Linked DNA regions of Mus musculus: all the other regions are linked to region 4. The links are chromatin contacts, called in public HiChIP or PLAC-seq and promoter capture Hi-C maps. All regions are on one chromosome and are shown on one strand. The core of a region is the stretch at or near the end of the contact, and the rest is flanking DNA. Distances in the headings are between cores, read along the strand shown.

The links. Promoter capture Hi-C pulls out the DNA fragments that hold promoters and counts their contacts. HiChIP or PLAC-seq counts read pairs in DNA pulled down with a chosen protein or histone mark.
Region 1: a promoter capture Hi-C map of the C10 cell line shows a contact between it and region 4. The contact joins the promoter of Stard9 here to the promoter of Tmem62 in region 4. A contact is called at or near these places in 9 of 39 promoter capture datasets (the C10 cell line, embryonic stem cells, erythroid cells and 5 more) and 2 of 115 datasets of contacts at active chromatin or transcription factors (embryonic stem cells and pro-B cells).
Region 2: an H3K4me3 HiChIP or PLAC-seq map of stem cell-derived neural progenitor cells shows a contact between it and region 4, with 15 read pairs. The contact joins the enhancer-like site here to the promoter of Tmem62 in region 4. A contact is called at or near these places in 4 of 39 promoter capture datasets (the C10 cell line, liver and pre-B cells), 1 of 484 Hi-C or Micro-C datasets (embryonic stem cells), 3 of 115 datasets of contacts at active chromatin or transcription factors (the 230-238 cell line, embryonic forebrain and stem cell-derived neural progenitor cells) and 1 of 9 other capture datasets (adipose tissue).
Region 3: a contact with region 4 is called in a promoter capture Hi-C map of embryonic stem cells, with 2.6 times the contacts expected there. The contact joins the enhancer-like site here to the promoter of Tmem62 in region 4. A contact is called at or near these places in 4 of 39 promoter capture datasets (the C10 cell line, embryonic stem cells and liver), 5 of 115 datasets of contacts at active chromatin or transcription factors (the 230-238 cell line, embryonic limb bud, embryonic stem cells and 1 more) and 1 of 9 other capture datasets (adipose tissue).

What each region holds. Positions count from the first base shown.
Region 1 is chr2:120,625,824-120,631,940 of GRCm38.p6, forward strand. Stard9 (START domain containing 9) reads left to right here and starts at 3,298. Exons shown (of 33, transcript NM_001370940.1): 1 at 3,298-3,447; 2 at 5,600-5,669. The coding sequence starts at 3,401.
Region 2 is chr2:120,535,411-120,541,537 of GRCm38.p6, forward strand. Zfp106 (zinc finger protein 106) reads right to left here. Exons shown (of 22, transcript NM_011743.3): 4 at 3,885-4,082; 5 at 1-269. Among named protein-coding and RNA genes, the nearest start is that of Zfp106, 25 kb to the right of the region's middle. Within about 2 kb of position 4,566, at least 151 of the 459 cell types and tissues checked have an H3K27ac peak or open chromatin away from gene starts, as enhancers often do. A contact at or near this core is called in adipose tissue, embryonic forebrain, liver and 1 more, where this site is marked.
Region 3 is chr2:120,512,357-120,518,695 of GRCm38.p6, forward strand. It overlaps Zfp106 (zinc finger protein 106), which reads right to left. Exons shown (of 22, transcript NM_011743.3): 16 at 3,558-3,749; 17 at 3,086-3,148; 18 at 1,787-1,906; 19 at 1,261-1,332; 20 at 347-418. Among named protein-coding and RNA genes, the nearest start is that of 4931402G19Rik, 46 kb to the left of the region's middle. Within about 2 kb of position 1,950, at least 7 of the 459 cell types and tissues checked have an H3K27ac peak or open chromatin away from gene starts, as enhancers often do. A contact at or near this core is called in embryonic stem cells, where this site is marked.
Region 4 is chr2:120,973,344-120,980,363 of GRCm38.p6, forward strand. It overlaps Tmem62 (transmembrane protein 62), which reads left to right and starts at 3,719. Exons shown (of 14, transcript NM_175285.3): 1 at 3,719-4,135; 2 at 4,356-4,467; 3 at 5,788-5,925. The coding sequence starts at 3,956.

The DNA.
Region 1 (6,117 bases), core at 2,048-4,547, 350 kb before region 4:
TTGTTGCTAAAATTCCTTCTCAGAGAATGACATAAGCAATAAGCAATATCTATTCTTCTTCCTAAGGTTCCAACAATAAACAGAGTGTGGGTTCGCTCTGGGGGTGCTTATAAGTTTATTGGGCTTCCTTACAGAACATGGGTAAGGGGTTACTTATGGGATTGTGGGTGCTCTTCTCCCCAAAAGGCAGTCTTTGCCAGCAGGGATGAAGGCTTTCCCATAGCTGCACAGATAGAAGGCAGCCCTCTTTCCCATAGCTGCACAGATAGAAGGCAGTCCTCTTTCCCATAGCTGCACAGATAGAAGGCAGCCCTCTTTCCCATAGCTGCACAGATAGAAGGCAGCCCTCTTTCTCCCTTCCCCTGGTCTATGTGCTCTAACTCCTCCCGCGTTAAGTGCTATTAGGGCAGAATTACATGCGAGATGTGGTTTAGAATGGCTGAATACCCAGCTGCTGATCCCACGAACTCCCCTGCCTTCCATAAGGGGATGCAAATAGTCAAGTCCAGCTGGAATGATCTGAACTCCCAAAGATGGTGACCCCCCACACACACACACCATTTTGAAAATTAGAACATGCAAGTCAAATAATTTTACTTTCTCCAAAACTTTCCTATGTTTCCCAATCCACTGAATAAAACCAAGAAGCCACTGTGGCTTCATATTAACTCCATGATCCTGGCTCTGCACCTCGGTCTACCCCTACGAAGACTGTCTTACAAGCATGGGGTCTTACACTGACCTGCTCCCTGTGTCTGTCCTTTCACACACAGCATGGCTTTTGTTTTGTTGTTTGTTTGTTTTGTTTTGTTTTGTTTTGTTTTGATACCAGGTCTTGATATGTGGTCCAGGTTAGCATGGAACTCAAAATTCTCCTGCCTCAACTGAAGCAGGACTCTGATTATACACAGGACTCTGATTACACAGCCCTCCAATCTCGGGCTCCATGATTCTGTTCTCTTTACAACTAGTTTTGTTCTTTTTTAAAGATTTGTTTATTTATTTTATGTATGTGAGTACATTGTTATGAACCATCATGTGGTTGCTGAGCATTGAACTCAGGCCCTCTGCTCTCTCCGGCCCAAAGATTTATTATTATTATATGCTAGTACATTGTAGCTATCTTTAGACACACCAGAAGAGGGTGTCAGATCTCATTTCGGATGGTTGTGAGTCACCATGTGGTTGCTGGGATTTAAACTCAGCACCTTCCGAAGAGCAGTCAGTGCCCTTACCTGCTGAGTCATCTCACCAGCCCCGTTCTTGCTTTTTAAAACATACTTTTAAATTTTAATTTGCTGCATGGCTAAACATTTTTTAAAACTGTTTTTACCTGTTAGTCTACTCCCAGTTCTATGAGGTCAGAGGTTTCACCAGACAGGTGTGTTCTGATTGCTTAGAACAGTGTCTGCCTTAATAGAGGCTGACGTAGGAAATTCTATGAACTAATAGTCTCTGAAAAACTTCCCAGCCTTACTTTCCTCAAATATAGTGGGGTGTCACTGGTATCAGTGAGGACTTCCTTTAAGAGTCTATATAAAGTAGTGACTTTCTTAACTTTCTCTTTAACCACCTAACACTGTTACTCTCTTTTATTCCCTTTTATTTTTCTTTGCATTTTGTGTCTGGCACAATGTTATACACATTTAGATAGTTATTTCCTTTTCCATAAGATCCTAATTCTCATGAAGGAAGTGACTTGGGGTTTTTTGTTTTTTGGTCTGTGTGTTTCTTGTTTGTCTTGGTTTTGTGTGAGTCTCTCTCTCTCTCTCTCTCTCTCTCTCTCCCTCCCTCCCTCCCTCCCTCCCTCCCTCCCTCCCTCCCTCCCTCCCTCCCTCCCTTCCTTCCTTCCTTCCTTCCTCTCTTTCTTTCTTTCCTTCCTTCCTCTCTTTCTTTCTTTGAGACAGGGTTTCTCTGTGTAGCCCTGGCTGTCCTGGAACTCACTCTGTAGACCAGTCTGGCCTTGAACTCACAGAGATCCACCCGCCTCTGCCTCCCAATTGCTAAGATTAAATAAAGGCTTGCAGAACCACTCTCCAGCTTATATAAACTCTAACCCTAATATTAATAATACAATGGCTAACCCTACCCCACCTCTCTCTAATCATGATGTTTGACGATTTAGTAGTCTTCAGTGGACACAAATTTGTCACCATCAGAAACGGACCCTTGTTTCTGTTTTTGCTGTTGTGAGACATGGGAGCTTCCTGTGTGGAGGTCTTGGAACTCCCCAGTGTTGGAATTGTTAAGTGTTCATCAGCACCCCAGGTCTCAGAGCTGGGCTTCAGGCTTTACAGCTATAAATAGCTATTTCTTATTTGAATAAACCAGCTCTGATCAGACAGCATTTGCTCTGTATGTACTATAAATACTGCTTAGGGTGGTAGTGAAGTTACAGGGCAACCGAGAGAAATTTGTCAGTAAGTTAGGAAAAAAAAAAAAGAAAGAAAGAAGAAAAAAAAAGCCTCTTCATTTTTTTTTTTTTTTTTTTTTAGGCTGGGCATGACAGCCCACACCTTTTTTTTTTTTTTTTTTAAGATTTATTTATTTATTATATGTAAGTACACTGTAGCTGTCTTCAGACACTCCAGAAGAAGGAGTCAGATCTTGTTACGGATGGTTGTGAGCCACCATGTAGTTGCTGGGATTTGAACTCCAGACCTTCGAAAGAGCAGTCGGGTGCTCTTACTCACTGAGCCATCTCACCAGCCCCAAGCCTCTTCATTTAAACGCACCTTAGAATTACAAAATCATTTGTTTTTCTCATTTCATTGTTGTTGTTTTGAGACGGGACTTCACGCTGAACTCCAGGCTGACTTCAACTCACCATGTAGGCTAACCTTGAATTCAAAATATTCTTGCCTCAGCCTCTACGATAGGCTCCACTTTATTTTTGACCTTAAAATTTAGCCGCAGTTTTGACATAGCAGACCAATAGGGTAAAAAATAAAATTACTAATTTCCTTCATGAACTTTCAAGTATTAACCAGAAATTCAGTCACCAGATTTTAGAACAAAAGAGATACTACAGCTTGCGTAGGACAGTCAGCGGTGCGAGGGGTAGAACGAGACCAGGTTGCTCAGCCCACCTGCCTCAGGATTGGCTAAGGCTCCGCAGGCCCCGCCCCTGTCTGGCGTTTCCTTGCACTCGGGCGGGAGCGTCCAGAGAAGTGAGAGGGTGGAGCAAGGCAAGGAGGCCCACCCCCATCTGTCTCAGGATTGGTTGATACCTAGTGGGCCCCGCCCCCTAGGGCGAGGCTTGGGCTGCGGTCGGGAGGCGCGTGGGACGGGCGGGGCAGTCTGTGGCTCTTGCAGTGCCTGTGGCTGGGTCTGTTCGCTGGACGCCGGCCAGGGATGCTTCCGCCGGACCGCTGTGTGGGTCTTGGGTTGTGGCGGAGGGATGGCGAATGTGCAGGTGGCCGTGAGGGTCCGGCCTCTCAGCAAGCGGTGAGTCTGTCAGGAGGGGGCGCCTGAGGGGTCAAGTGAGCTGAGAGGAGTGCGAGGTCCCTGCCTTCCTCAGGGTGGACTGGCGTGGAGAAAAAAAAAAAATCAGACACAGATTGTCATGGAGGCTCAGGGTCCAGAAGGCCTGGAGGGACAGGGCTTCGCGTCCTAGGAGATAGCAGTTCTTGTGTGGCTCCAGGAGTCGCTGCCCTGTGTGCATGTCCTTGGTGACCTGCCAACTAGTTTCTAGGGACCCTGGCTTGGGTCTTGGTGCACGTAGTAGGGCCTTTCTCACGGAGCATGACGTGAGGAAGTACAAAAGGATGGGCAGACTCCACTACTTTTGGTGTTCTGGGAGTACCCAAGTGAGGACTGGAGGCTGTTGTGTCCGTATATACACATGGGATTGCTCCAAGAGGACATAGGAAAAAGAATTATCAGGATATGGAAGGAAAATAAAGGCCCAGAGAAAGTACACTCTCAACCTGTGCTCAGTAGTTGGTGTGATTTAAAGACTGAACTGTGACATAGGGGAAGTTTCTCCAGACATCTCTTCTTGGTGTCCTCCATGCTAGCTAGTTCCTTGTGTAGGAGCCTGATTCTGCACCCCTCAGCCCTTGAGGCATCCAGTGTGAAGCTGCACACTTCATCCTCTTTTCCTCTCACTTGGGAAGTCAGAGAATGCTTTGCACAAAAGTTGGTGTCAAAGAGCTGTTGTGAATGATCTTTGAGTTTTCTGACAAGTAAGGAGAAGAAGTGCAGAGTCCTCCAAGAACAGGAAGAAAGAGCAAATCTCTGCTCTTAGGGTGTAGATGGAAGCCTTGGACACCTGCTTGGGTTGAAGCGGAAGAGTGATGGGTGATAAAACTGGCAGAGTGTGGGTCTAGACCAGATGACATGTATTGGAATTAGCAGGTTTTTTTTAACTGTCCAGTACACAAGATACCTTGGTAAATGGGAACAGAGGTCAAAAAGGGCATTGTCTCCTATGACGAAAATGGTTCTGTATGGGTTAGGTTTGTCCTTTTAGAGGCCATCTGCTTTTAAAAGTTTAGACCGAATGAGAGCAGTGAGATAGGAGGAACACAAAAGAGTGTACCCCAAATTGCTGTGTTTTGATTGGTAAATGACTTTTTAAACATCTGGCTTTATATCACTGCCTGTGGTGACTCAGGGCTGGGGGCCTCCTGGGAGTAGCTGCTGTCTAGGAGGAGGTCCTTTCCAAACTGTCTTTTAGGATTTGTAGGATAGCAACATTGACCACTTACTCTTAACTGTTTAGTTCCTTGGAAACCAGCAATTTCAAATAGCATGGATTAGATTAGGAAAATGCTGTTGATATTTGCAGTCACTGCTAAGAATAATGTATCTCATCCAACAACAATGAAAAACAACCAGGAAACTTACTTTCAGCACCAGTGTGGGGCCTTGAGAGTAAGTGGTAGACTGTCAAGCCCACTGATCTCCAGGAGTGAGCAGAGTTTAGCAGGCTCCCGGTTCACAAGGACCATAGATTCAGAGGTAGTTATGTAAGCACTCAGTGCAATCTCAGCCAAGAAGTCAGAGCAGACCATTCTTCAATTCCCACAGAAGTCTGCAGAGATAGTGGTAGTACCCGCTGCTCATTGAGGTTGTTTTGCATGTGTGGAATCTGCTGATTATGTAGTCTGTGCTAATATTCAAATAAGTCATCAGCACTGATAACTGTATGTGTGAAGGAACCATTAAAGTCACCTAGCCAAAGCTAACATTATTTTTTCCAAATGAGAACATTGTCTTGTTTAAGTTCTAAAAAGCAGGATTTGACTCGCCGCACCATCCTGCTCCTTTCTGAGATGCTCAAAATTACTCCTTTGTTCTATAGGGCTAGAGATGACCTTGAATAAAATAACAGCACAGAAGTGGTTTTGAAGCCCTAGCCTTGACCTCAGCTGTCTGTCACTGTGAGATGCTGTCCTTGTCTATCCAGACTCACTCACTGCTGAAGAGCACCTGCCTGGTCTGTGCTCTGCCCCCACTCTCCTGTGCCTTTCACACCATGCATTCATTTCCCCCACTTTTTTTTAGGGTTCTTAGGATATGTGAGAATCAGTCTCAGAAAACAAAACAAAAAGGGTTTTTTTTTTCTCATTTAAATTCTGTTCTTATTTCTTAGGGAGACCAAAGAAGGGGGAAGAATTATTGTGGAAGTTGATGACAAAGTGGCAAAAATCAGGAATGTAAAGGTAAGCCTGAAATATCTGTTTTTTTTTTAAATTAAGAACTATTATAATTAGGTGGCCTCTTGGGGTGAATATGTCTAGTATATGAAAGAGCAGGAGATGGAAGAGGCTTGTAGAGGAATCGTGGACCAATCATAAAGCAAATAAACAAGAAGAGAATTGTGCGTAGACTCCAGAAGATGTGGTGGTTTGGTCAATGGTCTGCTAACTGGAATAGTGCAGCTGTTTTGTAAACTGATAAGCAGCTGCTTTGAAACTAACCCCAGGGATGTGATAAGGGCCATGATCAGCTTAACTCTTGCCAGGGGCAATTTGTGTGTCTATGTAACTCACCTGGTCACCAGTTAGACTTTATCCTGAGCCCCACAACTGATAATACTTTATCCATGGCATCCTTAGGAATTTTACCAGATAATATAGGGTTTGTGTTGGCCATAATGTGGTCCAGACA
Region 2 (6,127 bases), core at 3,316-5,815, 440 kb before region 4:
TTGAAGAGCCTCTTGTAGCACCTTTATGCCAGACAGAACTTCCTCTTGGTCCACCACTATTCCTCAAAGAATGTGGAAAGCTGTTTTTTCTAGTACTATTAAAGCCATCCTTTTCCCATTTCCAGTCTCTCTGTGGGGGTCCACGATGGTGTCTTGGTGGCTGACTATAGCTCTCTCTGTCTTGGTAAGGGATTCGGTCTTCTCGTCTCCACTGGGGCTGCCTGTCATCTGAGTTTACTTCTTGGCTGTTACTGGGAGGTTCATCTTGTCTGAAAGAAAAAACAGTTTGTCATTATGGATTTAATGAAATTCTTACTTGTGCTTCTTTCTTCTAGTGTTTGTTTTTACATCTGGAATGTAGCAGACTATCTTTCCCTTCATCCTAGACACATTTAAACTATCCTCCCAATTTGGGGGGGGGGGGGGTAAAAGGGGTTACTGGTCTAGAATTTTGTTTCTATTATCTGAGCATTTTTACATTATCCAGCTCTTTTCAAAATAAGGGTGGTTATATTTTGTGGTTAGGATTATTATTTACTTTTTTTTTTTTTTGGTTTTTCGAGACAAGGTTTCTCTGTGTAGCCCTGGCTGTCCTGGAACTCACTTTGTAGACCAGGCTGTCCTCGAACTCAAAAACCCGCCTGCCTCTGCCTCCCAAGTGATGGGATTAAAGGCGTGCTCCACCACCGCCCAGGATTATTGTTAATGTAACTCCATGTTCAGTCAGTGGCCATATCTGATTTCTTCAGATGCAGGTTCTTACTGAAAAAAAATCTATTTTCTAACCCACTTCCATACAGTTTCTATTTAAAATAGGCTTAGAACTGTGCTGATGCAGTAAGTTAGGTCCCAAACTCAGTAAAACAGCACAAGCCAAATAAGGGATCTCACAAGAAGCTAAAGAGAGCTTCTGAGCTGCAGGCTCTTTACAGAGAAGCTACAGCTACTTAAGCTATCTATGTTACATAGGTGTCCACAAAAGGGAATAACTTACTTATCACAGCAATGTGTGAAACCATTTTTCTTTACAAATTACTTATGGTGTGTCTAACATTCCAGCAAGTAATAGGTGCTCAAAACACCAGGTAATAAAGTGGCCTAAAATCTGCTTCATTTCTGCTAAAGACTAGATTAATTAATTCATTAATGCTTTTTAAAAGATTATCTCATTCCATTTGTACAATCCAGAAAGATATTATTACTTTTTAAATGGGGAGGCTCAAGTTTAGAGAAGCTAAGTAATGTGAATGGAGTCATATAAATGCAAAGGGGTCAAGCAAAGGTCCGAACCTTGCAGACTTATACTACCCACTCAGGCCCCACACAGTAAAAATGTCACAGCAACAGTTTCTGCAATTGAATTTCTTTCTCTAAACTTGACTTAGAGCTGGAGAGATGGCTCAGCATTTAAAAGCATTGGCTCTTCCAAGTGACCTGGGGTTCAATTCCCAGCACATACTCATCACCATCTGGAACTCCTGTTCCAGGGGACCTGACACCTCTTCTGGCCTCCATGGACAGCAGGCATGAGTGTGGTGCATAGACACACATACACCTACACACATACAAAGCAACACCTTAGGCTGGCGTGGTGATAACACACCTCTTACAGCACTGAGAGGCAGAAGTAGGAGCATCTCAGAGTTTGAGGTCAGCCTGGTCTATGCTGTGAGCACCAGGCCAGCCAAGGTTTCATAGCAAGACACTGCTTCAACAAACAAAACACATTGACTACCATCTTAAAAACTGACCTTAATTAATTAGCCTTTAAAAGAAAACTGATTGTGTGTGCACATGTGCATGCCATAGTGTATGTGTGCAATCAAGAGAGCAGAGTACTGGGCTGGTGAGATGGCTCAGTGGGTAAGAGCACCCGACTGCTCTTCCGAAGGTCCAGAGTTCAAATCCCAGCAACCACATGGTGGCTCACAACCATCTGTAACAAGATCTGACTCCCTCTTCTGGAGTGTCTGAAGACAGCTACAGTGTATTTACATATAATAAATAAATAAATCTTTAAAAAAAAAAAAAAAAAAGAGAGCAGAGTACTTGGCTGCATTTCCTCTACCCACAGAACCATCTTGATGGCTCTTAAATGGCCTTATGCCTGTAGTATTCTGGACATAAATTAGCTCCTTTTTCACAATATAGAATTAAAAATTCGGGGCTGGTGAGATGGCTCAGTGGATAAGAGCACCCGACTGCTCTTCCGAAGGTCCGCAGTTCAAATCCCAGCAACCACATGGTGGCTCACAACCATCTGTAACAAGATCTGACGCCCTCTTCTGGAGTGTCTGAAGACAGCTACAGTGTACTTACATATAATAAATAAATAAATCTTTAAAAAAAAAAAAAAAAAAAGAATTAAAAATTCATCTCTCTGGCATGGTAACACTTGCCTGTAAGCTCAGTACTTGCAACAGGGCTAAGAAGAATGTGAGTTGACTATCTAAAGAGACCCTGCAGCAGTCAGTCAATCAATCAATAAAAGTAAGTGGGTGATTTCATATAATTATGTCATTACAGGGGCATATAAGACTCAAAGAATAAGCATATCAGTGTCTAATCATAGCCTTTGATAATGGTTGATCATTTACATAGCTTAGCTATAATAGTTTTGTTGTGTATGAAAGAAACAAAAATTAGTGTCCTACCCATTTAACTTCCTAAAACAGAAGCGCAGGCTCCACCAGCTGCACTGAGGTCATGAGAATAGTATCTGAAGGACCGCACAGCCCAAGGGGTCAACAATCATGGTGCTATGGGCATCTTAAGACTAAGAAAGTCTTTTTCAAGGACTTACTTTTAAAATGTTAATATCTAGGGTAAAACTACATATTTCCTACCTATATTTAAATCTCTAACAAAAAGCAGGTCAGAGTATGTATAAATAATATTCAAGAAGAATCATTAAAATTTAGAGTTGGAAGTTTCCTCATCACATAGAAGGACTTTAACACTTGTGGACTTCATTAATTGTTCTCTCCTATTCTCTGTCACATTAATAAATAAGTCGTAGCACACACCTATAATCCCACCACCTAGGGAGACAGACACAGAAATTCAGAATCATCTTTCGCTATGAGCAAACTGAAAACTTGCTATGGCTACATGACTGCCTGGCTCAATTAAAAACAAACAAACAAAAAACTTCAGGCTATAAAATCAGGTAAGTAAAACCATAAATGCCTAACACATAAATACATAAACACAGATATACAAAATTAGGAAAAACAATTAGGGAACATATATTGTTCAAATAGTCTTGCTATTGTCAAACTTAAAATATTAATGTTTTAATATAATGTAATATTAATATTACATCTAGAGTGAACCAGGCACTGTATAGTTGTTAGGATGCCAAAGGTAAAATTCAGATTTAAGAAAAGCACCATGCTAATTTATAAGAGGTCATCCTTTCCCCTAAGAGATATTATTTGGGCAACAAAAAATATAATAATACAAATGATAAAAGATGAAATGTCTATTCATTTTACTTATACTCTACGGCTTTCTCATAGAAAAATTGGATAATAAGAACAGTTCAAGACACAGTAACCAAGACCATAGTTTTCAGGACTAAAAACAAGACTGAGTTTAAAGACAGATAATATAACAGTTCAAAAAAGCACTTCATAGTCCTTAGTCCTCAGATAGCAAACTCAAACAAAACTTAATATTTAAAATAAGATTAAGCTTTAAGGGTCTTAAAGTCAGGCTTACTTATCTTTCAATGTCAAATCACAAGGCTGAGTGTAGCTTAGGCTTACTTAGTAGAGTGTACTCTTTGCTGCACAAAGCTCTAGAGGCTCATCCTCAGGACAGAGAAGTTGTCTACATCTAATTCTATCTCAAAAAGCAAAACTAAAAACAAACCAACTTACCGACTTTGTTCTTTTCTTTCTTGTATTAACTGAACAAGTTCCTTATCAAAATACTCTTCCTCTTCCTCTTCCTTTCCATCATCTTCTCTTTCCTGGGCATCAACATTATCTTTGTGCAACTGGCCAGAAATGTGCTTTGCATATGCAGAGAGACCCACTTCTGTGACCCGGCACACTCGGCACTCATGACTAATGTCCCTAGGGAAAGAGGGAGATGAAGGACATTCAATGCTCCCCACTGGCATGGCACACTCACCAGATTGCTAGTTGCCTCTGAAAGACTCTGTATGCAGATGGCCACAGTGGAAGGTTAGAGGGAATCAAGTCGGTGCTCCTCTCACCACTGTTAGTATATTTGCTTATAAATTACTTTGGAATAAATTTAAGATTCTTTTCCAGCAATCAAGAGGTAAAACACTTCAAATTAATAGGCTTTAGGAGAAATCTTCTTGAATTGCTGTACTTAAAATCTTGCCGAAGGAAACATGGTGAAAGGGGAGGCAGGGCAGGGGGCTCAGAGCAAAGACAAGCTGCTCTGGGGCACACCCATGATGGCAGCTGCACTCAGAAAGCCTGGTGACAGCACATCCATTTAATCTCCAGCTCTAAAGTGCTCTTCCAGTGAAAGTTGGGGGTGGAGCAAAGAGGAGGGGGAACAGCCAATCTCAGCTTGGTAACTAAAAATTAAACAGCTGGCACTCTGCCTGGAATGTGAAGAGTCCGGACCCTGGCAAGAGACAGTAGTAGCAAATGTTCTTAGTCTGGATGATACATGTGACACACTGCTTCAGCAGGCTTATTTAAAGGGAATTGAAACCATGTCAAATGTAGGAAGTTAGCAGCTGTTAGGCAAATGTTTTCTCTCCAGTTTCAGAAAATGATGCAGTCCAGATACACACAAAATTGGCTTTTACCTAAACTGGTGATGACTGGCTTGCTTCTGTCTACTTTTTCTTCTACTTGACTCAATAGCAAAATCTCCTCTTTGGCCAGTCTTTTAAAGATTTCTTTTATATATATACACATACACTGCAGCTGTCTTCAGACACACCAGGAGAGGGCATTGGATCCCATTACAGATGGTTGTGAGCCACCATGTGGTTGCTGGGAATTGAACTCAGGACCTCTGGAAGAGCGGTCAGTGCTCTTAACTGCTGAGCTATCTATTTTTCCAACTGTGTTTGGCCAGTTTTAAGAATCAAAATCTTAAATCCTCTTTAATATGTAGCAGATCAATAATTTAACTGTTTCTAAGTTCTTTCAATCCCCTGATTACGTCATCTGTCTGTGCAACAATAATGAGAAGCGTGCAACTGTGGCTGTCCAATAATTCAAACTTAGTCTAAGTGCTTGTGCTATGGGTTTATAGTAGTGATATTTCTGTGATTCCCACACCAATGTGGGTATCTACATCTGTCTGCCTATATAAATCTCCAGACACATGCTATGAAACACACTCAGTCACCTCCCCCAACCCCCAGTTTTAACCAAACTCAATCAAAATAAGCAGAATTGACATGAATTAACAGAAGTCCTTGAAACTGAGCACTTCATTTACTAGAAGACACTTTCTGTTACAAATCACTTGAATGCCCATTTAAAGCAAAGCAAAACAAACACTTTACCAACAATTACTAAATGCCAAGCAAAACACTATGTTACTTAGTTACAAACTATAAAAACTCAAACAATGCCTGATACATCTTAAAATACAATCATGAGGGCTAGAAAGATGGCTCAGTAGTTAAGAACATTTTTCCTTGTCTCAGAGAATTTCTGAGGGCCATGGGATCTGACACCCATTTCTGACCTCTGTGGACACTGGTTCTCACATGGTATGCATTTACTACATAAATACACTAACATACAAAAAAATAAATCGCAGGGAACAAAATGCAATGCAGTTGGACAGGAAATGGTAGGTAGCATTGGGAGTGCAGGGCATAAGGCAATAGGTTTGATCTGCAGCATTGCACTAAGTAGAAGCAAACAGGAGGAACAACAATATGAACTAACCAGTACCCCCAGAGTTCCCTGGGACTAAACCACCAACCAAAGAAAACACATGGTGGGACTCATGGCTCTAGCTGCATATGTAGCAGAGGATGGCCTAGTCGGTCATCAATGGGAGGAGAGGCCCTTGGTCCTGTGAAGGTTCTAGGCCCTAGTATAGGGGAATGCCTGGGACAGGAAGCAGGAGTGGGTGGGTTGGGAAGCAAGGGGAGGGTGGAGGGGATAGGGGA
Region 3 (6,339 bases), core at 700-3,199, 460 kb before region 4:
GGGGAGAGACTTCAGTGGCAAAGGACTTGCCCATCACCTGTGAAGTTTAACCCTTAGTACTACAAACAAGACAAAACAACTCCCCGACTCCTCAAAACAAAGCAACCAGGGGACAAAGTGAGAAGATACAATTTATATATCTCATATCTAACTTGAGATTTTTCAATAAAGAAGCCAAAAAGCATTCTGTGTATTCTTCCAACATGAAGCTTGTCTGCCATAAAGTAAAAGAATAGGTGTAAGGCCAATCATGAAATGAGAACGTTACATTGATTGATGATCAAGAGGATCAACCCAGCCCAGACCAAGCAACCCTCAGGGCTGGTGCCAACAGTCCCATTCTTACCCAACAGCGGTAATTCTGCATCAGATTGAGCCTCACAGCCTGGATGCTGCCATCATAACAGCCAGTGTAAATCTGGAAAAAGAGGTTTGCTTAGGGTATCAGACTAAATAAATATACACAAAGAAAACAGCTACAAAATACTCTTCACAGAAATTTAAATAACATGTAAGACCTGGTCAAAGCCCCTCAGAGGGTCATCCTTGACCTGTGGCTCACAGCAAGGATGGCAGGCTTCAATGTTCCCATGTATTCTGCACTGGGACAGTGCTGCTAACAAACTGGGAGTCTGTTTGCATTGCCAAGAAAGGGCTTCACTACTCAAGATCTTGAAAACATCCATCCTCATTCGACCTCACAATTAAAACCCTAAGTTAAACAGGGAGCCAGGTGGGATGGCTTTAATCCCAGCACTGAGGAGAGAGAGGCAGGTTGATCTCTCTGAGTTTGAAGCTAGCCTGGTCTGCACAATGAGTTCTAGGCCTAACAAGGCTACCATTACACAGTAAAACCTTGTCTAAAAACAAAGAAGAAAGTTAAGTAGGGTCAGGTGAGTTGCCTCTAACTATGCCACACTGGCCAAATATTCTGACTATGTTTCCAGTGTCCTGTTCACAGCATGTCTGCAAAAGCAAGTGTTTTTGGTTTTTTGTTTTTTTTTAAAGCATCTAATTGCATCTTCCACTTAGCTGTAGGAACAGATTTTACTGCACTTATTTTAGCTATTAATGGAAATAGAATGTTCAACAACATTGTTGGGTTACTCCTTAACACAAGCAAAGCACTCAGTAAACAGTAACGGGGCGCATCACAATCAAGTTGGGAAGATGTTACTTAGTAGACACATTATTATCAGCATATGGAGTTCTAAGTAAACACAAAGGCAAAGAAAGACTTGAAAAGCAAGCAATACCCACCACACTCTTATGGATGGTCATACACATAATCATGTCTTTGTGCCCTCCATAAACTTGCAGTCGATCATGGGACTTAAGCAGAAGAAAAACAATTAGAGAATCAATTAGTCAGCGGAGGACTTGATAAAGCTACCATTGTAGGGAAGACTGGACAGGTTTTAAGGGGCTACAGATGCTCTCCAGAAAGCCTGTAAGTTTTGTCAAAGATGACACTAAGCTCAGCACTTGGAAAGAGAAGGCAGTGGGTCAGGAGTCCAAAGATTCTTAGCTACACAGGGCTACACAACCCGTCTCAATTCCTGTCCACCTAGTCACCCACCACCCATAAGAGAAAGAAAGGCAATACAAAAATATTAATTTTGACAACCAGGAGCGTGATCAAGTATCTCAGAGTGGTATCTGAGTGCAGTCCTTGGCCTGGCTGCTTCCTAATCATGGTAGAAGGCTTCTGTAAATGTGGATCCCAATCTCACACCAGCACAATCACCTCAAAGAAGTTATACAAAGTATGTGGACCTAATCCTACCTGTAACTCATAGACACGAACAAACTTGTCCAGGCAAGCAGTCACCATCACTTTCCCCAGAATATTCACCACAGTGACTGCATGGTTGTGGCCTTTATAGATGCGCACAAGCTCCCCAGTCTGCATCAGAAAAGAGGAGGCAGTCAACAGGCTGAGCTTTAGGATTCCAGCCACAATCATTGATTGCAAAGTTCTAAGGGGAGACTCTGAGGTAAACAATGCAGCTCTTCTAATGCTAACAGCTCCCGGTTTTACTCTCAAGGCACCATTAGCTGCACAAACATTACACATATCCTCAGACTTTAACATTTATGGACAAACCAGGTGGCGGAGAGGCACGCCTTTGATCCCAGCACTGGGGAGGCAGAGGCAGGTGGATGAATCTGAGTTCCAGGACAGCCTGAGCTACAGACAGTTTTTCCAGGATAGCCAGGGCTACACAGAGAAACCCTGTCTCAGGAAAACAAAATAAAACAGAACAGAAAACATTTCCTGACTTTGTGTATCTGTATAGGCACACATGCCACAGCACACACTCTGGAGGTCAGAGGACAACTGGAGGTCAGTTCTCTCCTTCTACCAAATGGGTTAAGGGGACCGAACATATCTCATCAGGTTTTGTGGTAAGCACCTTCACCTGCTGAGGCATTCGCCTGCTCCTCTCTTTTTGAAGTATGACTATCCCTGATCCAAGTATCAGAAATGCTCCAGAATCTACAACTTCAGAGCAGAGGCATCAATCGCAGGTGAAAGCATACCATGTGCCAGGTCACAGTCAAAACTTAGACACATTAAAAACAGAATTATCTTCAGGCTATGTATATATCAAATAACTTTTATATTTATACCCAACATATTTATTTTATATATGCAAATGCAATATACAAACAAACAATCTGAAATAAGAAATAATAGCCAAGCTGCACTCTATTACCATTTCACTGGTCCCAAGTAACATGTCAGGATGGCCCAAAGCCATCTACAGACCAGCTGCTTGCCTCTGAGACCTGAGGGTCGGCTCGCAATAGTTTGAATCTGTTCTAATTTAAATACTCGCTAAGAGCCCCAAGTTCAAAACAGGCATTCAAATGAAACCTTCCATACAATCTGAGTCTTTCTCTGATTAGTTCTTTTCGATGAGGATAGGATTTCCAGGTTTGAAATCACCCAAGAGCACACACATGCACACGGGGCTTTACTAGCTAATGAGCGGGTCAGATGTAAGAACCAAGGGTCTGAGGAAGCCTCCAAGCTTTAGACTCCCATGTAAAACCCTTCCACTGCAGCCGCACAGCTTACATGGATGTTGTGAGCATGCACCGACTGGTCGCTGGAGCCACTGAACACAAGGTCATTCACTACCTGAAAGAGAAATGGCGCAGTCACTTCTGCGGAAGTTCTGTCTCCTCTGTAACTTGAAAAGCACACTGGTAAATGTGAATTTCCTTCCTATTTTGAGATGAATGCAAACTGCATGAGATAATGTTTCCCAGACAATTTTCTAACTGAAAATACATGCCTTACCACTCACCAGACACTGATGAACTTGCCAGGGCATTGCTGAGTTCATGGCCTATGCAGGACAACTATGAACTATCCTAGAAGGGCACAGAGTGCGGCCACAATAAAATACATTTGCTTCTTGCTAGCTTTGTGCTTTAACCCAGGCACAAAGGACTATGATCTCCCTGACTGTGCTCTTTACAGGATGCCTGTTCTAAGCCTCACCGCACAGCAGCAGAAACGCCATCAATCCCATCCGTTCCCTCACCTTCATGCACAGAACAGTCTTGCTGTGGCCCTCCAGGGTTCGGAGCAGCAGTCCGTTCCGTGCATCACGAACACTAATGGTGCAGTCGTAAGATCCTACAACCAGCAGTTTTCGGGCACCTTCCTGAGCTGTTGCGAGGCAGCTGACTGCCCGAGGGCCATGGCATTCAAAGATCTCCTGTCGCTTGTTGTTCTGAAAAAACAACCCATCATTCCATAAAAGCAATTTAAAAAAAAAAATTCAAAAACAGCTAACTAAAGTGGCTATAAACCCTCCCATCTACTGCCCATCCTAAATCCCAAAGGTATGTCAGCTCCAACCTTCTTTGCTGTTCATGACTTCCCTACCCTGACCTAGTTGGGCAAACTACACGGAAAATTATTTTCTACCTTTGACCTGAACTGTATTGACCCTAACAACCACCTGACTCCAGCACAGTCTCTGCCAGACTTAGGACTCTTCCACTGTTATTTTTCTTTTCTGAAAAGGGTCTTGCTATGCAACCCAGCTGAGTCTTGAACCATATAGCCAGTCCAGACTACTCTCAAACACAGGAATTCTCCTGCCTCAGTCTTCATACTGCTGGAAGCACCATGCCTATGTTCTCATTGTGTTTTATCCCCCTAAAAGATATGCTATATATCTCATGACATTTCAAAATTTCTCTGCTGAGAGGTACCTGTTTTCTTAAACACATTTAGATTTATTTTTATTTATTGTATGTGTGTACATGTGGGGTACACCATTTATGTATTCAGGTTCCAATGGAGGCTATGTGAGGGTACTGGCTCCCCTGGCTCTGGAGTTACTAGTATTGTGAGCAGCAAGATGAGGGAAATCTGATCCTCCCTCTCTCTCTCTTTAATATTTATTTATTTATTATATATAAGTACACTGTAGCTGTCTTCAGACACTCCAGAAGACGGCATCAGATTTTGTTACGGGTGGTTGTGAGCCACCACGTGGTTGCTGGGATTTGAACTCAGGACCCTTGGAAGAGCAGTCGGCACTCTTAACTGCTGAGCCATCTCACCAGCCCAAATCTGAGCCTCTTAATCACCTAGTCCTCTTTCCAATGTAAAGAAGATTCCAAACTCTCGGGCAAAGATCTGACCAACCTCTGTGGGCATGTGGTGCACAGGCAAAACACTCTTACACATAAAACAAGAGAAATTAATCTAAAACAAATAAGTAAATTTAAATTTTCCACATTTGTGTTACTTTGATCTTCTGCTATACCCTCGCCACCAGATGTGTCTTAGAAGGTGTTTTAACAGAAGATAGCAGTCTTCCTATCAGAATGGAATGTTTATACCATAAATTCTAAAACACATGCTCTACCTCACACTTTATGCACGTCTCCCCTATCTCTTCTCCCCTGCTTTCAATCTTGCTCACAAAGCTTCACATTTCTTCAAACATTTTTTAAAAAGATATTCTGGGTACATACATGAAGTAAAACTCCCAGAAACTCAGCAGAAAGTAGCAGTTGGCAGCTGAGCAATGACTTCAAGCCATCTTGACATGCTAAGAACTGTCTGGAGTTCAGTGTCTAGTGATGGACAGAGCTTGCAAGGTAAACAGTCTATCTTGAGTACTATATTCTGCATTCTAGAACATCGGCCAAAAAGAGCCAGCCCTGATTTGCAAAATTCATGCATGCAAAAGTTTTCAAATCTGTCCTCTACTTCTTGACTTTCAGCCATCTAAACCTTTCTGCCTGACATCAAAGTCTCTTTGTGATGTCAATCTCTGACAACAATACCTGCACAAGAGAAAAATATAACTATTAAGCTTTCGTCCTTATAAATAGAATTGTAATTTGCCCTTTTGTTTTTATTCATATTGCCTAATTCAATCTAATCAGGAGACTGGCACTTCAATTAAAAATCTGCACTTATCACAAGTATCAATGGATCAAATCACTTGATTATACTAGATATACTAGAGTCTTCAATTTTTATTTGAAAAGTTTCCAAAAGGCCAAAACTACCTTGCATGCTTTTCCTTACACAGTCCCAGTCAGTGCTGTTGCAGAGGAGCCCTGGCACTGATGGGGTGTGGAGCTACAGCAGCCACACTTCCGACCCCTGCCTCCATGGATAGTGCTCCTATTCCCTTCTCTCATCTTCAGCCTGTCCTTTCATGTTAGCTGCCACAAAGCCTGCGACAAGGTGTCCCTGATTCTACTAGTAAGTCTTCTCCAAGCTTGTCAATGTACCTTCTAAAGTAGAAATGACAAGTCTCTTGAGGCATAAGCTTGCTACCTATCCTATCAGGCACCAACAACTTAACCTTACTCTGTATAGTGGTAGTTTTATTTATCAACTAGACACAACCTAGGATCATATGGGAAAAAAAGTCTTAATGAGATTTGTCAATTTGGTTTGTGGATAATATGAGAGACTGTCCTGAATGCACTAAGTGGGGCAGAAAGGAGGATGGGGGAAGGACATGGACCGCCCAATGTGGGTACACCATTCCCTGGGTTTAGATCCTGACTGTAAGTGTGGTAAGGGAGCCAAATACAGAAAAGCTTGCATATACGTATTCACTTCTTTCTGTTCGTTGCTGTGGATATGACTGGCTGCTTCAAGTTCTTTCTTTCCTTGACTTCTACTTAATGGTGTAACCCTGAATTGTCAGCCAAATCAAACAAACTCTTTTTGAGTTGCTTTTGGCTGGGTATTTTATCACAGCAACATAAGCTAAGAAACTCTGGGATCCAGGATAGGAAGATGGTGAAATCTGCTCTCCAAATAAGGTGGAAAAGAATGAGGCT
Region 4 (7,020 bases), core at 2,469-4,968:
ATGACCTATGTGCTTACAGCCCAGTCTTGTAGAGGCATTTTTCTCAATTGAGGTTCCCTCTTCTCTGCCGACTATAGGTTTTGTCAAGTTGACACAAAACTAGCCAGCACCATCACTAAGATATTTTAAATTTTGTCTCCAGACTCATACAGAAACGCCCACAGCTCGAACCTGCCGCTTTGCTCTTCCGAAGCCATCACGTGTTCACCTGCAACCTTACTCCTAGGTTATTTGGCGGGAATCGGCCCCTCCCCCTCCTTCATAACGGAGTGTCGGAATAGTAAAATTGAACCTTGAGCAGAGCCTTGTCTTGGTTCCGTCTTTATCTCGCGCCGCCTAGTCCCTCTTCTCTTCCAGGTTTCCAAAATGCCTTTCCAGGCTAGAACCCAGACCTGTGATCTGCTGGCCAGACACAACATAAATGTCTATTTTTTATTTTTAATTTTGTTTATATTTTGTGTGTATGGGTATCTTGCCTCTATGTATGTCTTTGTACCACTTGTGTACAGTACCCAAAAGCCCAGAAGAGAGGAATGGATTCCCTGAAACTGGTCCTGGGAATTGAAGCCAAGTCCTCTGGAAGAGTAGTGAATGCTCTTAACTGCTGAGCCATGTCTCTAGCCCAGAGAAAGGATATTTTTAAAGGATCTGCCCATCTTTTAAGGAAAGCATTTTTAATATCTTCCTGTTTTCCTAACCAGATGTGATTGGACCCTTCCTTCCTGTTGGAGGACTAATTTAATAATAATTAAATAATAGAGGCTATATACTTCTAGAAGCAAATTTGTTCATTGGGATTCAGTACATTTTATTTTTGCTACTTGGTTTTAAATTTAGGAGCATTAAACTTACTGGACTTCCTCATCTATAAAACAGATGCCTATATAAAGTTTGTAAAGATGAATGAGGCACTACCAAAAGCCCAGAATGCCTGGTTTCCAATAGTACAGTGTTTGGTAATAGCTAAGTGAACTCCCTTCTCACCCCATGGTTTTCTTCTATACAAAAGCACTTTCATTTAGGGGGAAGGGAGTCAGGGATCAGCATACACAGTCTTTCCATTGTGAATGCCTCATTAGGCATCAGCATCCCCAACCACGGGCCTAGAGTTTATTACTGTTTGGTATCCTCAGGTAACAATGCCCATCCAGACTTGCAGAGTTCTTTCTTCGCTATGGATTCTTGTGCTTATTGCCTCTATTCTAATGCAAGGAATAAAGGCACAGCACATCATGCCCGGCTTTTTAAAATAACTGCTGAATTTTGGTTGAGATTGCTATAATACTTTTTAACAGTGGGGTGCTCGGTTGTTTGTTTTTGTTTTGTTTGTTTTAGTCAGGGTCTCACTATGTAGCCTACATGGCCTGGAACTTGCTAGCTCTCTTCTACAGTGCTGTGACTAAAGGTGTGTGCCACCACACCCAGTTAAGTATCTATGCTTTCTATATATCTCATGAATAGATTATTCATCCCTGGCTATGATGCTGATTTTCTTTCATAATATTCTTCAAAAACTTGTGTTTGACCTTTTAATTTCTATTCAAAAAACAAAAAAAAATTGTTATATATTTTAAACACTTTGTGGAATGGCATGAATAATTTTGTCCATGAAATAAAACTTCATAGAATTTTCTACTTCTTGTGTTATGTAGCCCAGGCTGGACTTGAACTCCTGACTTTTATGTCTCTAAGGTGCAATTCAAATCATATCTCAAACTTGCAAGTTGGGATTATAGCTGTATGGCACCACTTTTTAAAAATTATTTATTATTTTATGTAAGTACACTGTAGCTGTCTTCAGACACAGCAGAAGAGGGTGTCAGATCTCATTATGGATGGTTATGAGCCACCATGTGGTTTCTGGGATTTGAACTCAGGACCTTCAGGAGAGCAGTCAGTGCTCTTAACCGCTGAGCCACCTCTCCACCCATGGCACCACTTTTATCTCAAGAAACTTTCTTATATATATTGCTGTGAGACTCTCTTATCTATGTATACTACGTATATTGTATGAAATTTAATTTGCATGCCACACAAATCTCTTCTGAAATCTACCCTGAAATGTTTTTGTCAGCCTAACCTCCATTGTTATCTCTGACCTTAAAGTTTATTCACATTTCCCACAAACATACTATATAGTCTTACACTTCTATGCTCTTGCATTGGTCTGTCCTTGGCCTTAAGTGTGTCATACTATAAATCTTAGGAAGTTTATTAGCCTGTTATTAACACACTTTTACCCCATACATTTTTCTTCAAATTTACTTTAGTTATTGTATGATATTCTGTTGTGTGTGTCATTTTAAAGATTTTTAAAATTTTGTTTTATTTGAGACAGAATCTCATTATGTAGCCTTGACTGGCCTCTAACTCAGAGATCATCCTGTCTCTGTCTCCATGTGCTGAATTAAAGGCTTGAGCCACTAAGCTTGGCTTATTTTAAAGGTTTGTATTGTGAATTGTTTCTAGTATCTTTATTTTCCTTTTACAGTTAAATTTTTTTAACATTTTATTTTTAAGGGCTGAAGAAGTGCCTCAGTGGTTAAGAGTACTTGTGGCTCTTACAGAGGATTGAGATTCCGCTCTCAGCACTTACATAGTCCTTCACAACAGTCTGCAACTCCAGTGCGAAGGGATTCAGTGCCCTCTTCTGTCCTCCATGGGCAATTCACACACATGGTACACAGACATACATGCAGGCAAGATACTCATACCCATATGATAACAATAAAGATTCTAAAAAATATTTTGTAGGGGCTGGAGAGATGGCTCAGCAGTTAAGAGCCCTGACTGCCCTTCCAGAGATCCTGAGTTCAATTCCCATAACCACATGGTGGCTCACAACCATCTGTAATGGGATCGGATGCCCTCTTCTGGTGAGTCTGAAGAGGGTGACTGTGTACTCACATACATAAAATCAACATGTAAATCTTTTTAAAAATTGTAATTAATTTTTTGGGGGGATAGGGTCTCTCTACATAGTCCCAGCTGTCCTGAAACTCATTATGTAGACCAAGCTGGCCTCGAACTCACAGAAATCTTCCTGCGTTTGTTTCCCAAATGCTGGCATTAAAAGTGTGTGCCATCACACCCACCTAAAAATATTTTATTTTTGTACTAATTATATGTGTGTCTGAAAGTGGGTTTATGCAACCCAGTGCATTCTCTATAGAGAACAGAAGGGGGCGTTGTATTCCCTGGCGCTTGTGGTCAGAAGCCTTCTAATGTAGGTGCTGGGAACCACACTGGAAATGCTCCCTTATGTTTTCTGTTTGCATCAATGGCTTATTACAGTCCAGAGATGTTGAACTGATTGAAAAATTACAACACTGACAATATATCCCAAGGAAATATTGTTTAAAGCACGATTTGTATAAAAATGTTTATTCTTAATAGCAACACATATTAAAGAGTTGAAAGCCAACAATAAAGAAGTAGGTTTGATAAATTAAGGCCACGACTAGACTCTAATTCTGCTTCAGGCAATAGAAAAAGTTAATTTACAAGTATACTACAGTGCCACAATACCATAACAAGTACATATAAAATCAGATTAAGGAAAAAGATAATTTCCACAAGATAAGGAATCCTGTGGGGTTATGTTATTCGTGAAGGAGCCAGAGTGAGCCGCCCGTCGCATTTGTACTTTAAGAGGCGTCCTGATACTCACTTTGATTCTCACAAGCACCCCGCACGCACGCAAGGTGTCATTAACTTCGCTTTACAGGTGCTGAGGTCGCACCACGGTCAGGGATGCCAGACCCTGGTGGAGCCAGGTGGCGAGCTGCCTCCCTGCCACCCCCTCGCTTGGCTCTTCCTGGTCCTCACTAGGTTGTCAAACGCCGGGCAACCGGGCTGCCGCGGCGCGGAGGCCTGGGCTGAGGCGAGTTGCGGAGGCGGCGGGAGGCCACAGAGGCCGGAAGTGCGGGCCGGAGCGCTCCGGGGCTGCGCCGAGATGGCGAGAATGCTGGCGGTCCGGGTGGTGGCAGGGCTGGCGGCGGCCGCGGTGGCCGCCCTGCTGTTGGAGCACTACGGCCTGGCTGGGCCGACTACGCCGCTGCCGAAGCCCAGAGGCTCCCAGAGGCCGCACCCCGCCCCGGGCTCGGAAGCCAACAACATCTTCTGGGGGCTGCAGGTGAAGTGGCGGGAGGCCAGGGGAGGGCACAGCGCGGGGCGGGCTCGCCCAGCAGGGGGCCTCGGTCGCAGTCCGCCGGGAGGCTCGGCTCTCCTTCCCCGGGGTTCGTTAGGGCATCTTTTTCTTTCCCTTCCGCTCCCCGAGAGCTGACGGGCCACCCGTGTCGGTGCGGCTCTTCCTGACTCAGATAACGTGTCTGTCCAATGCCTGCTTTTGACAGATATCCGACATTCACCTGAGCAGATTTCAAGATCCAGGCAGAGCGCTGGCCTTAGAGAAGTTCTGTTCGGAAACTATTGACATCATTCAACCGGCTCTTGTCCTGGCCACTGGTAGGAAGGATTCCTGTGCTGTGTGCGGTGCGGTGGTGGTGTTCTATGGTCCTGATGGTAGAATGGGCAGCAGCTATTCGCTTGAGGGTGTTGGCAACTCTGGCCCTAGACCGTCAGTGAGCCCTTTGAAGTGGTGGATAATGGAGTCAGGATCCAGGCTAAATGCTTTGCCATCTCAAGGTTTTTCTCAGTAGGAATAAGGCTTGTGATGCTTACGACCAGATGTTGTCTGCCATATTTGTGTTGTGTGTGTGTGTGTTTATGTGTGGGTGTGTGCGCACGTGCGCGTGTATTGATGGTGATGATGTCCTGATGAATTTGAATATTAGGGGGTGCCCTATAACCGGGAATCAAAAGCTCTCCTTTGCTGACTTATATTTTTCTGTACAAGGAGGTTATGTTTTCAGTTGTTTGAGGACTCTTCAAACCTGTGCACGTGTGAGCCCAAAGGTTGGGTAGGAAAAGCTCCAAAGAGTTGTGTTCTGTGTTCTGTTTTTTGGGTGGCTCGGCTGTCACTCACCCTTCTGAAACATGTCTCTTACTAAGATGAAGTATCTGTCCTCAGATAATGAATAAGTCCCTGCTTCAGGTGTTCTGTTTACTTCCTAGAAACTTTAGCATTTCATTGGTCAAACTAGATTGTTTTTTGCTCTGAAATAATGCTTGGTCACAGCATAAATCCTGGTTTAGGGGTTGGAAAACAACTGTTGCAATAGGTAATAGGCACTTGCTACAATGTTGCAACATCACACAAAGGAGTTTCATTGAATTTTGTACTGTGTCTCTTTTCTCTCTCTCCCTCTCCCTCTCTCCCTCTCTCTCTCTCTCTCTCTCTCTCTCTCTCTCTCTCTCTCTCTCTCTCTCTCTCTCTCTCTCTCTCTCTCTCTCTCTCTCTCTCTCTCTCTCTCTCTCCTTATTATGTATATCATGTTCTGCCTGCATGCCAGAAGAGGGCACTAGATCTCATTATAAATTGTTGTGAGTCATTATGTGGTTATAGGGAATTGAACTCAGGACCTCAGGAAGAGCAGCCATCTCTCTAGGCCATTGTAGTGGGCTCTTTAAGTCATTCCCCTCCCCCCACAACTCACTCCTAATATCGCTATAGACTACACAAACACTTGTTAACCTATAATAACAATACCCTTGCTGAGATAATCTTGTTAGTTTAAATGGCTTAAATGGTTTGCTTTGGACATATGTGGACTCAATTGATTTTTGTATTCGTGCTGAATAGTTTACAAATTTGTGTTGAACATGCTTGTTTGAGTCCCCTGGAGTTTATTTTACATTTCAAGTCCATTCTGTGTAAACCCACAGGAGACCTGACAGATGCCAAAACAAAGGAACACTTGGGATCCAGACAACATGAAGTAGAATGGCAAACTTACCAGAGAATTCTGAAAAAGACAAGAGTCATGGAAAAAACCAAGTGGCTGGATATCAAAGGAAATCATGGTAAATCTGCCAAGAGCAGAATAGAATATAGCTTCCTTCAAAAATATAGATTTTTCTAGTTTAGATTATAGAGTTATAAAATGGAAAATTGTAACATAAATTTGGACATAGTGAAGGCCAAATCTCTTATGTGCAGCTATAAAATACGATATTAAGACATCAGAGACAGGTAGAGCTCTGTGAGTTTGGGGCCAGACTAGTTCCAGGTCAGCTAGGCTGCATAGCAAAGCCCCTGTCTCAAAAAACAAAACAAAACAAAAAAAAAAAAAAAACAAAAAACAAAGAACATTGAGATGGAGATGTCATTGTTGGCCTTTCCAGTGAAAGTTGATATAGTGTTTTCTTCTTTACATGGGAGAAAGTGTTCTTCAGAAATTCTTGTGGGAAAATGTTTAAAATGGGTAAAATAAATAAATAAAATAGAAACACCCCTATATGTGTTAAAAAAAAAAGAAACTCCATCTACATTTTCCTGTTGTATGATTCCATTTATATGACATTCAAGAAAAGATAAAAACTATAGGCAGAAAGACAGGTTGTGGTTGCCAGAGGTAGAAATAGAAGGAGAAACTGACTTTAAAGATTTGGGATATGATTGAACTGCTATTTTGATTGTGGTCTTAAATATATAACTGTGTATTTGTCAAAGGCCATAGTACTGAGATTATAGCTTAGTTGGTAGAGTGCTTGCCTAGTATGCATGAGTCATTTGGCTTGGTCCCTAAAACTGCATACTGGATGTGGCAGCATTCCTGAGGTAGAGGCAAGAGTACCACAAACAGATTCAAGGTCATTCTCTCTGGCAGAGGGAGTTCCAGGCCAGCCTGACTAGAGACTCTGTGTAGAAGCACTTGTTACGGTTGTATAGATTTGTTTCTTTCTGACTCTATAATCCCATGATTAAAACAGCAGCAACAAGACAGGTATGGTAACACATGCCTATCCTCCCAGCTCAAGGGAGGTCAAGGCAGGATAAACAAGTTTGAGGCCAACATGAGCCACCTAGAAAGTTTCAGGCAAGCAGAAACAACAGTCTACTCTTAGAACTTTCAAACTGATTTCTTCTGAACAAAATTACAATGTGCCTACTATTCT